Linked DNA regions of Hordeum vulgare: region 2 is linked to region 1. A link is a contact called in public Hi-C data. All regions are on one chromosome and are shown on one strand. The core of a region is the stretch at or near the end of the contact, and the rest is flanking DNA. Distances in the headings are between cores, read along the strand shown.

Region 1 (4,256 bases), core at 728-3,227:
ACTTTGCTGCAAGTTCTCAGTTGCAACAGCAAGAATCCTGAAATTGTAAAATTGAGAAAACTAAGCACTTGACTTTAGAACTAATCGTTTTGAGAGGAACTGAAGTAGAAGCTTGTCAGACATCACAGCAACGATATGAAGTGGAAATTTTAGGAGCGAATAGGGTGATGTCATGTTTTTAAGGCTAATTACAAAGTTCTTCAAAGTATAGAACTTGACTTCATCAAAAAGGTGCGCTCGGATTTAGCTGATTCGACTGTGGCTAACTTATGCTGCTTTACTTTCTCTCTCACAACAAGACCAGATACATTAAGAACCGCTGTATATCTTGCAATTACTAGCAAGAAACCTGGTGCGTTGCTATGGGCCACAACTTTTTACTGCATGTTAGGCTAATTACTTATGAAATTGAGGTGTTGCTAGGCATATCCACAAATTCGTCATAGATCAGGATGTCTTCGCAAAACATATTTAAGTTGGGTGATGAGCAATCTGGCAATCCTGTGTGTCTCAACAATTGTATGGCACAATCAATTATTACCTTTAGTAGGAGTATCGACATGTTGACATTAGCAGAGTATCAAAATCGAAGTGTGTCGTATAAATGTCAAGAAATGGATAGCTATTATTGCATTCGATTTCCACAATGTAAGTGTTCATGCACAGAAAATCAGCAGCCCCACCATTCAATTTCTGCGGTTAGTACAGGTAGAAGGAAACAGGACATCACCGCCAATTGCTCATTTTATATATGATGAGTAATGACATGTGCACATTACCGAAGTATCGAAGCGTGTCATACAAATGTCCAGAAATAACTGGCTATTATTATCTCTCGACTTCCAGAATGTAACAGTTTATGCAGAGAAAATCAGCAGCCTCATTATCCTCTCTATATGAGCTAGTTTTAGTGGATGGCAGCTAAAATTTGATTAACCGTAGTGGTGTGACTATGCTGATTGGTCGTTGTTTTCAGTGGATCCTGCCAGATGCAGAATATATCAATTGAATGTGCAGTCTAGCAAAATGGTGAAGTCAAAAATTACAGATATTATGCCCTATGCATGAAGAAAGTCAATGTCAACAGTCATACACCAAAACCACGTGAATCCCTGAAACTCAAAGGGAGATCCATTGAAGCACTATAAATTCATGTCCAGGTGTCCAACTAAAAGAGAGTATTCTATATACATCAACTCTTGTACTCTACCCACCCTGAGGACAATAACTGGTGTGATGTCTACTGCCGACGATGAGAATGAAAGCACGCTGCTATATTTTGTTTAACAAAAGGGGAGAAAATAAGTAATACAGAAAAGCACGCATGCGCTTCCTGTTGAATTAAGCCAATTAAATTAACAGTCAGCGACCAATCATATCGTAGGTGCTGAACAGGCTAAGATGATCTCAGATATGCATGGAGCATTCCACCACACGCCTCAGATGAACCAATCGAACGCTTTGGAGCAAGCAATCGGCAGCAGTTGGGTGAGTGCGTCGAGAAGCAAAGAGTAATATACATGGCTTGAATCGAACTTCTACCCTCGATCCCTACTACTAGTCTGCTACCGGAGCGAGTAATTTGAGGTTGGGAAGGGGCCCTGCGCACCGTGAGCAGCGTGAGACGACCGAGTTGGCGACGGACGAGAGCTGCGGGATGCCTCCGTCGGCGCCGCCGCCCTCGCCATCGGCCGCCGCGGGGGAGCGGGAGGTGGTGGAGGCGACGAAGGCGGCGGCCGACTGGCGGGAGAGGCGGGCGAGGAAGGTGCGGATGGGCTTCTCGCGCACCCACGTCTCCACGATCCCCATGCCGACCTCGCTCCCCCCTCGAGGCCTCGACTCCTCCTTGACCCTTCGGGGGCTTTGATTGGACTGGAAGCCTTCCTCCCTCCCCTTGCTTTGAGGGCTGTGCTACTGCTGCCGGTTGCTGTTCCTTCCCTCTTCGTTTCCTCGCCTCGGTTTCTTCCGCCGTGTCGGCACGCACGTCTCGTGCGCTTCCACCGCGGTGTACCGTACCGGCCAAAGGTAGCACCAGCCGCAACACTAACACTAAAAAAAAAAAAAACGGTAGCGCCAGCTGTGTAGGATGACGGCGCTGACGGGGCTGGCTGAGTTGGCAAGGTAGTCCGCTTTCGCGCCAGCCGCCAGCACAGCGGAAATTTTGCTGTCCAAGGGAAATGAGATTGAATGAAAGTGAATGGACGATTAATCCTGATTTTTATTGATTATCAAGTACATATGCGTCTGGAAAAGGTGTACGGAGGCATGTCTGTTGACAATAAAGAGGGAAGAGACATGACTGTTCGGGGTTGGACATCCTTTGCTAATTAATTTCTAACACTTTCCTTGTACAACACCGTTTTTTGAAAGTTTCATTGATGAAAGCTTCTTGCATATAGATCTTCCATCTCGATAAATCTTCCATATAATCTTAAGATTCTTTCCAAAAAACCTGTGAAAAAAAAATGAAAAGGATAGAATAGATACGTTGCTAAAACTCTTTTAAACCGAGTGGAAAAAGTAAGGAGAAAATGATGCAACATATGGTGATTGTTGTCTCTTGATAACTTATATGAGAAAAACCTTTGAAGGAGAAAACTCATCGAGAAGTTTAGAGAACAATTAATATGTCTTGAGTACTTCGTTTAAAAACCATGATAGGAAAAATAGGAAGTATGACATATGATCTTTGCGAAGATATTGCCACACTGAAAACTATTATGAGAAACTTTGAAAGAAAACTCATAAGGGAAAAAAGTGCAATCGTACATGCCATTGAAAACTCCTTTAAAACCCAATGGGAAAAATACAAGGAGAAAATGATATGGCATATAAAGACACTTGTGTTTATATTGTCTTGTTAAAAACCTTTATGAGAAACCATTAGGGGGGAACTCATCAAGGGAAAAAGAGTACAATATATGCAATCTGATGATTGTTAATAGGTTATAGTTTGGGAGATTACTTCTCGTGGACTTTGCAAATATGGAGGATGTCTCATATCAATTCCATTGACATGAACACGGGATTGTGTATAATCTGTTGGATTACAACAATGTTTTCTTTGCAAATTATTTCCTCACTTTTCTATAAATCTGCGGGGATAAGGAATGTCCGAGCAATGTAATTTATGATATTGCTCTTCATATAACCTGTAAGTATTGAGTAACACAAGTGGAAGTATCTTGATAAATCAAATTATGTGATTCTGATGAATCTCAACCACATGATTTTGAGTGTGGTTAACCATTCTACTGAGTTATGCATATTTTGCAATGCTTTTAGATAAAGCAATTATGTGAGAACGATAACTGGAAATAACCATTAAAATCCATTTAGATGACTTCCATGCGAAGGCTATTCCAGCAAATTCAGTCATTGATATGGCGTCGTCGGGATCAAATAAAGAGCCAATATCATTACATCATATCATGGCCATATCTTCTATTTCCTGATGGAAATATTCAAAATTTACTGTAATCTTCAGATATAAGATGATATTACTTATATCAACTATATACCTTTTGTTGGGGGTTGCACTCCGAATAAAGATAGCAAATATAGTGTCAGGCCTAACGTAGTTTGCAAGTATATGAGTGCTTTGACATTAGTGAGATATAGAACTTCAGGTCCTAGTATCACTTCATTATCACCCCTGGGTATGAATGGATTTGTACCTTATCAAAGGTAGTATGACCATACATGTCTTTTTTGTTATGATATATCCACACTGAACTTCTCGTATATGTTTTGGATATATGTAGGCTGATATGTATTCTTGATAGAATGCTCAAGTTGTAAACTTAAGCTAAATTTGGTTAAATCCAAACTTTCCGTCTTGAGATGATTTTGTGTATGTTTATGTCTAGTAGAGTCATTAATGATGAAATCATCGATATACACTGAGGTGATATAAGGGATTCAAATTTGGGATTCCTTTGTTAACACATAAACAATAATCAATCTTTGAGTAATCCTTCGGAAGAAGAAAATCATTTAGTCGGTAGCACCATATGATTTCCGACTATTTCGAGCCATAGAGTGACTTCTGAAATTTTACACAAATATGTTGCGATTTATTTTGGATTTGGAATTGTAAGCCCTTGAGGGACTTTGTTATAAAATTTTGAAACAAGTGACCTATATGAGTATGTAGTCACTGCATCTATTAATTGCATGGATAATATTTTTTGTACTGGCAATGGTATTTATTATCGAAACATAATTCCACTCATACCAAGATGGTATGTTACATT
Region 2 (4,256 bases), core at 1,232-3,731, 580 kb after region 1:
AGCTCGAGCGCTGGGGGTGGGACGAGCACGAGCAAGGGCGAGAACGGGAGTGGAAGAGGCTCGTTTTGGCTCTGTAGCACTCGCGCTAGAGTGGCAATTTGAACGTAATTTGATTGTCTAATAGGAGTTCAAAATGAAAGTTTTTCTTTTGAGGGGCTCGTTAGAATTACGAGAAGTTCCATGATTCTAAAATCCACTATTGATTCTGGTAGTTCTTGATTTCTTTTGCGATTGTATTTTTTTACATAGTAATTTTTCAGAATTGAATAAAAAAAACTGCCCCTAACTCCTCGGGCAGGTGGCAATTGTATAAGCATCGGAAACCTTCAGGCTTCAGGTAATCCATAACCCAGAACTGATCATCAGATCAACAGGTCTACGCCTGATAGAGGATACGAGTTTGCTCCCAAATAATGAGGTCTAGATAACATTAGCAACACTACATCTGAACTGCATCGCCAAACAACCCAACACAAAACAGAACACTTAAGATCTGACTGTGAAAGCAGCAATCCGTCTTGCCGCTAGCAACGCTACCATCTCATACATCTTGCCTAATCTCCCTCACTACGAGCTCGCCGACACGCCACGGACGCCCGATCGGCCGCTCGCCACGCTGCCGCTGCCGCGGTGAGCGCTGCGTCCACGGTGCGCATTGACGCCGGAGCTGCCGGCGCGCGACCGGGCGCTTGGCTCAAACTGCGCAGCCGCCCTCTGCTTGCTCTGCCTGGGCCGGTTCACCGGGCTGCGCGCGCCACCGTGGTGGCTAGTGACCTGCTCGACGACCTCGTCGCCATTGTTCGACGACCGTGAGCCGCTCCACGTCCGGTCCGTGGACTCGCACGACGGCGTCCAGAGGTTGCCGGAGAGGCTGTTACTCCCCGCGGACTCCTGCAGCTCCGTCTCCCCGCTGCCACGGATGTCCCGCACCGACACGTACTTGTGCACGCTCGGCGCGTCAAGGTCGTCGTCGCGGACCGCCGCGTTGACAGAGGCCTTGTCGTCCACGCTCCGATCGGGCTCGCGGGCGCGGCTCTCCGACGATGAGGAGTTGAGGTCGGCGACGGCGTCGACGATGGACTGCGCCTTGGAGACGCAGGCCGGTAGCGTGAAGGATGGTGGCGTTCCGGGGGTGGCCGTAGCGGAGGTGTGGTAGTGCTGGATGTCCTCGAGGAGATGGCTGGCGTACAAGCCGGGGTTCTGGTCGAAGTCGCGCGACGCCCTGCGCGACCGGCGGCCTGACCTCCGGCCGGGGGTCTCGACCGTGCGCGTCTCGGTGGTCTTGGACGACGGTGCTCTCGTCTCCGACGCCGTAACGATGGTCTCCTCCGCCTTCTCCTTCTGAGAACTCTGCTCCTTTGCGCGCTCCGTGGTCTTCCGGGTCGGGGTGGCGACGGCAATCTCCGTCGATTTCTGAATCAATTTGAAGATTGTGAGCGGCCGATCGGATGTTGAGATGTGGAGTTACAAAAGAAATGGCGTTAAAACTCGAATTTTGCTACTAGTTTCTTACCTTCTGGGGCTTGGTGTTGGTGCTGCTGTTGTTATTTCGGAGGGAGTTCTCGTCGATCTCGGCCATGGGACTGCGCCGGAGCGGCGACTGCTCGGCCTTCCTTGACGAGCTCCGGCTCAGCGCCGGCGTTTGCGCCGCCGTCTTCTGTCCCCCTCCAGCATTCTCATTGGCCGCGGTCACCCTCGCAGGCGAGCTCGATCGCGGAGACGCGCACCTCTTCCCGGACGCGGCCGCGGGCGACGGGGCGCGCACCTTCTCCCTCGCCGGAACGGAGACCATCTTCCCGGGCTGCTGTCTGGCAGCGCCGGAGCCCGCCGAGGTCGCAGAGGGCGCACCTCCTTCGCCACGCCGTCCGGGCGATCGGCTCGACCTACGGCTCCCGCCGCTGGTCCTCTCCCGGCTCCCCGAGCGCTTCCTCTGGGGCGAGCCCCGGTGGGGCGACGGCCTCGACACGGGGACCCCGTTCTTCTCCCAGTCGCACTCCTCGTCCGCGCCACCGGCCCCGGCTGGATCAAAGTCGCAGCTCCTCTTGGAGCGGTGGCCGCCCCCGGTCTCGCCGGACGGCGCCTTACCGGACGAGCTCCGGCTGAGCCGCCCGCACTGGATGAGGATGGCGTCCACTTCCTCCTTGGTGCAGCTGGACGTACGCACCGGCATCGGCCCCTTAGCCACCACCACGACCGGCCTGGCCTCCTCCTTCTTCTCCTCCTCCTCCCCGCCAGCGACCGCCTTGCTAGCCTTCACGACGACCGGCGCCGCCTTCTTGACGGCCGCAGCGGGCTCCTCCGCGTTGGACGCCCTCCTCGGCTGCGGCGCCTTCTTGGCATTGTCATCGCCGGCGACCACCGCGGCGGCGGCGGCGACCTTGGCGGGCTTCTTGGGCTTGGTGGTGGCCGCAGCCGCGCTCGGCTGCGTCACAAGCGGCGGCGGCGGCTTGTCCTGCTGCTTCTTGCTGAAACAGAGCCCCATGGCGACTCTCTCGACGGATGTTTCGTGGAGCTCCGGGTGGGAATGAAGGAGGGAAGGGATGGAAAGACTGGGGTTGGAACGCGTGGAGCTGGTATTTATGCAGAGCTTCGGGGGAGGTGATGTGAGGATTAAGTACGTGATCGGTGCGCGTGGTGCGAGTATGACGATGACGGTCATCTCACAGCCGAGGCGAGATTTGAAATTCCTCTCTCTCTCTTGGATTGTGTTTGGTGTCCGTTGGGTGGGCCCCGGGTGTGATTGGCTCATCAGCTCATCATCTGGAACCCGTATCCGCCGGGATTCAAACGCCTCAACGGCTACGAGGGTGCACGCTCGTGGAAAGATGGGTTCCTTTTGGCGCCGTCACCCGCCAGAAGGATCCGACCGTTGCGCCGACCAACGACGGCAGCAGCCGAGCCGACCGTTGGAGGAGCTCGTGTGCATGCCATCGGCCGCAATCTTCCCCTCTCCCGCTTTCGATCGGGTCGGATTCGATCTCGATCGGATCGGAGCGCTAATTAATTGCGCTATCGCGCCAGAGCCAGGGCGGGGGATCTGATCGTGTCACCTAATCACGTGACGGGTGTGACAAATGGTGGGCACGTGAGCTGTTGTACGTCACCGGGTCATTGATCCATTTCGCTGATGCCTTCTTAACTCTGTCTCGTGTGTTGGCCGTGCAAGGAGCATCAGCCCCAGGTGGCAATCATGGTTGGCGTTTGAAACGGGACGGGACCACCCGCAGTGAATGGTAGTAGTACGTTCGAACGAATTGCTATCTTGCCGGTTCTTCACCGCAGGTTAGTAGAACTGGAAGGAGCATGCACGGTAACTAATACGGTGGTCGTCGGTGTTGCATTCTCAGTAGCAAAGAAGGTGATCTGTGTTGTGAAATTTTCGCCTTCCGACGTTTTGTATGTTTTGTGATGTTTTAGGTCTAGTCTAGCTAAACTTTGTTATGATTTTTGTCCGATTTTTCATAATAAACTGAGCAGTCCGTTTTTTCTTTCTTCCTTTTTAGCATTTGCTTTTATGCGGTGCATTCCTCCTCTGGAGATGTTCTTGTAATGCCTTCTTCTCATCAATGAATTTGGTAGCTCTCCTGTCGACATTTGAAAAAAAAACAAATCTGCATGAAACTCCATGGGTAAGCAGGGTCGGTCCTGAGATTTTGGGGGCCCGGGGCGAAACTAAAATTTAGGGCCCCTAAATATAAATAAATAGTGCAGGTTCCGTGGGAGATGAATTATGATCATGATCACTCACATTGTTATCGTCCGCGTCGATGTCAACGTTGTCTTCTGTATGGATATCATCTTCTAGATTCACATTACTTGGTTCTTTCACAAGAACTAACGCCAACTCGTCTGGATTTTTTGAAGTGGTTGGGTTACTCGCCAAAAACTTACGAAGAAATCCTCTTTGTGAATCTACCAATTTTTAATCTCCTTTCCTCTTTTTTCTTTTGACAGCACCTGATTCAGACTTCATTACTACTCCCTCTGTTCCTTAATATAAGAAATTTTAGAGATTTTACTATAGACTAGATACGGAGCAAAATGAGTGAATCTACATCCTAAAATATGACTACATACATCCGTATGTAGTTCATAGTGGAATCTCTAAAAGGTCTTACATTTAGAAACGGAGGGAGTAATTCTGAAAATAAATAAATCTGAATCAAAAATAGGGCATTTACTATCCAAAGATTTAAAAGGAATCACTAGAAGTAATTGCAGGTCCAGATCCATCAGGCATCAGTAAATTGCAAGCT

The links. Hi-C and Micro-C count contacts between places; a contact is called where the count stands out from the background.
Region 2: a contact with region 1 is called in a Hi-C map of leaf, with 6 times the contacts expected there. The contact joins the promoter of LOC123403483 here to the promoter of LOC123403820 in region 1. A contact is called at or near these places in 1 of 6 Hi-C or Micro-C datasets (leaf) and 1 of 1 datasets of contacts at active chromatin or transcription factors (embryo).

Annotation. Positions count from the first base shown.
Region 1 is chr6H:388,443,597-388,447,852 of MorexV3_pseudomolecules_assembly, forward strand. LOC123403820 reads right to left here and starts at 1,978. Exons shown (of 10, transcript XM_045097737.1): 1 at 1,610-1,978; 2 at 1-37. The coding sequence starts at 1,809.
Region 2 is chr6H:389,025,643-389,029,898 of MorexV3_pseudomolecules_assembly, forward strand. It overlaps LOC123403483, which reads right to left and starts at 2,482. Exons shown (of 2, transcript XM_045097418.1): 1 at 1,514-2,482; 2 at 400-1,413. The coding sequence starts at 2,482. The coding sequence ends at 568.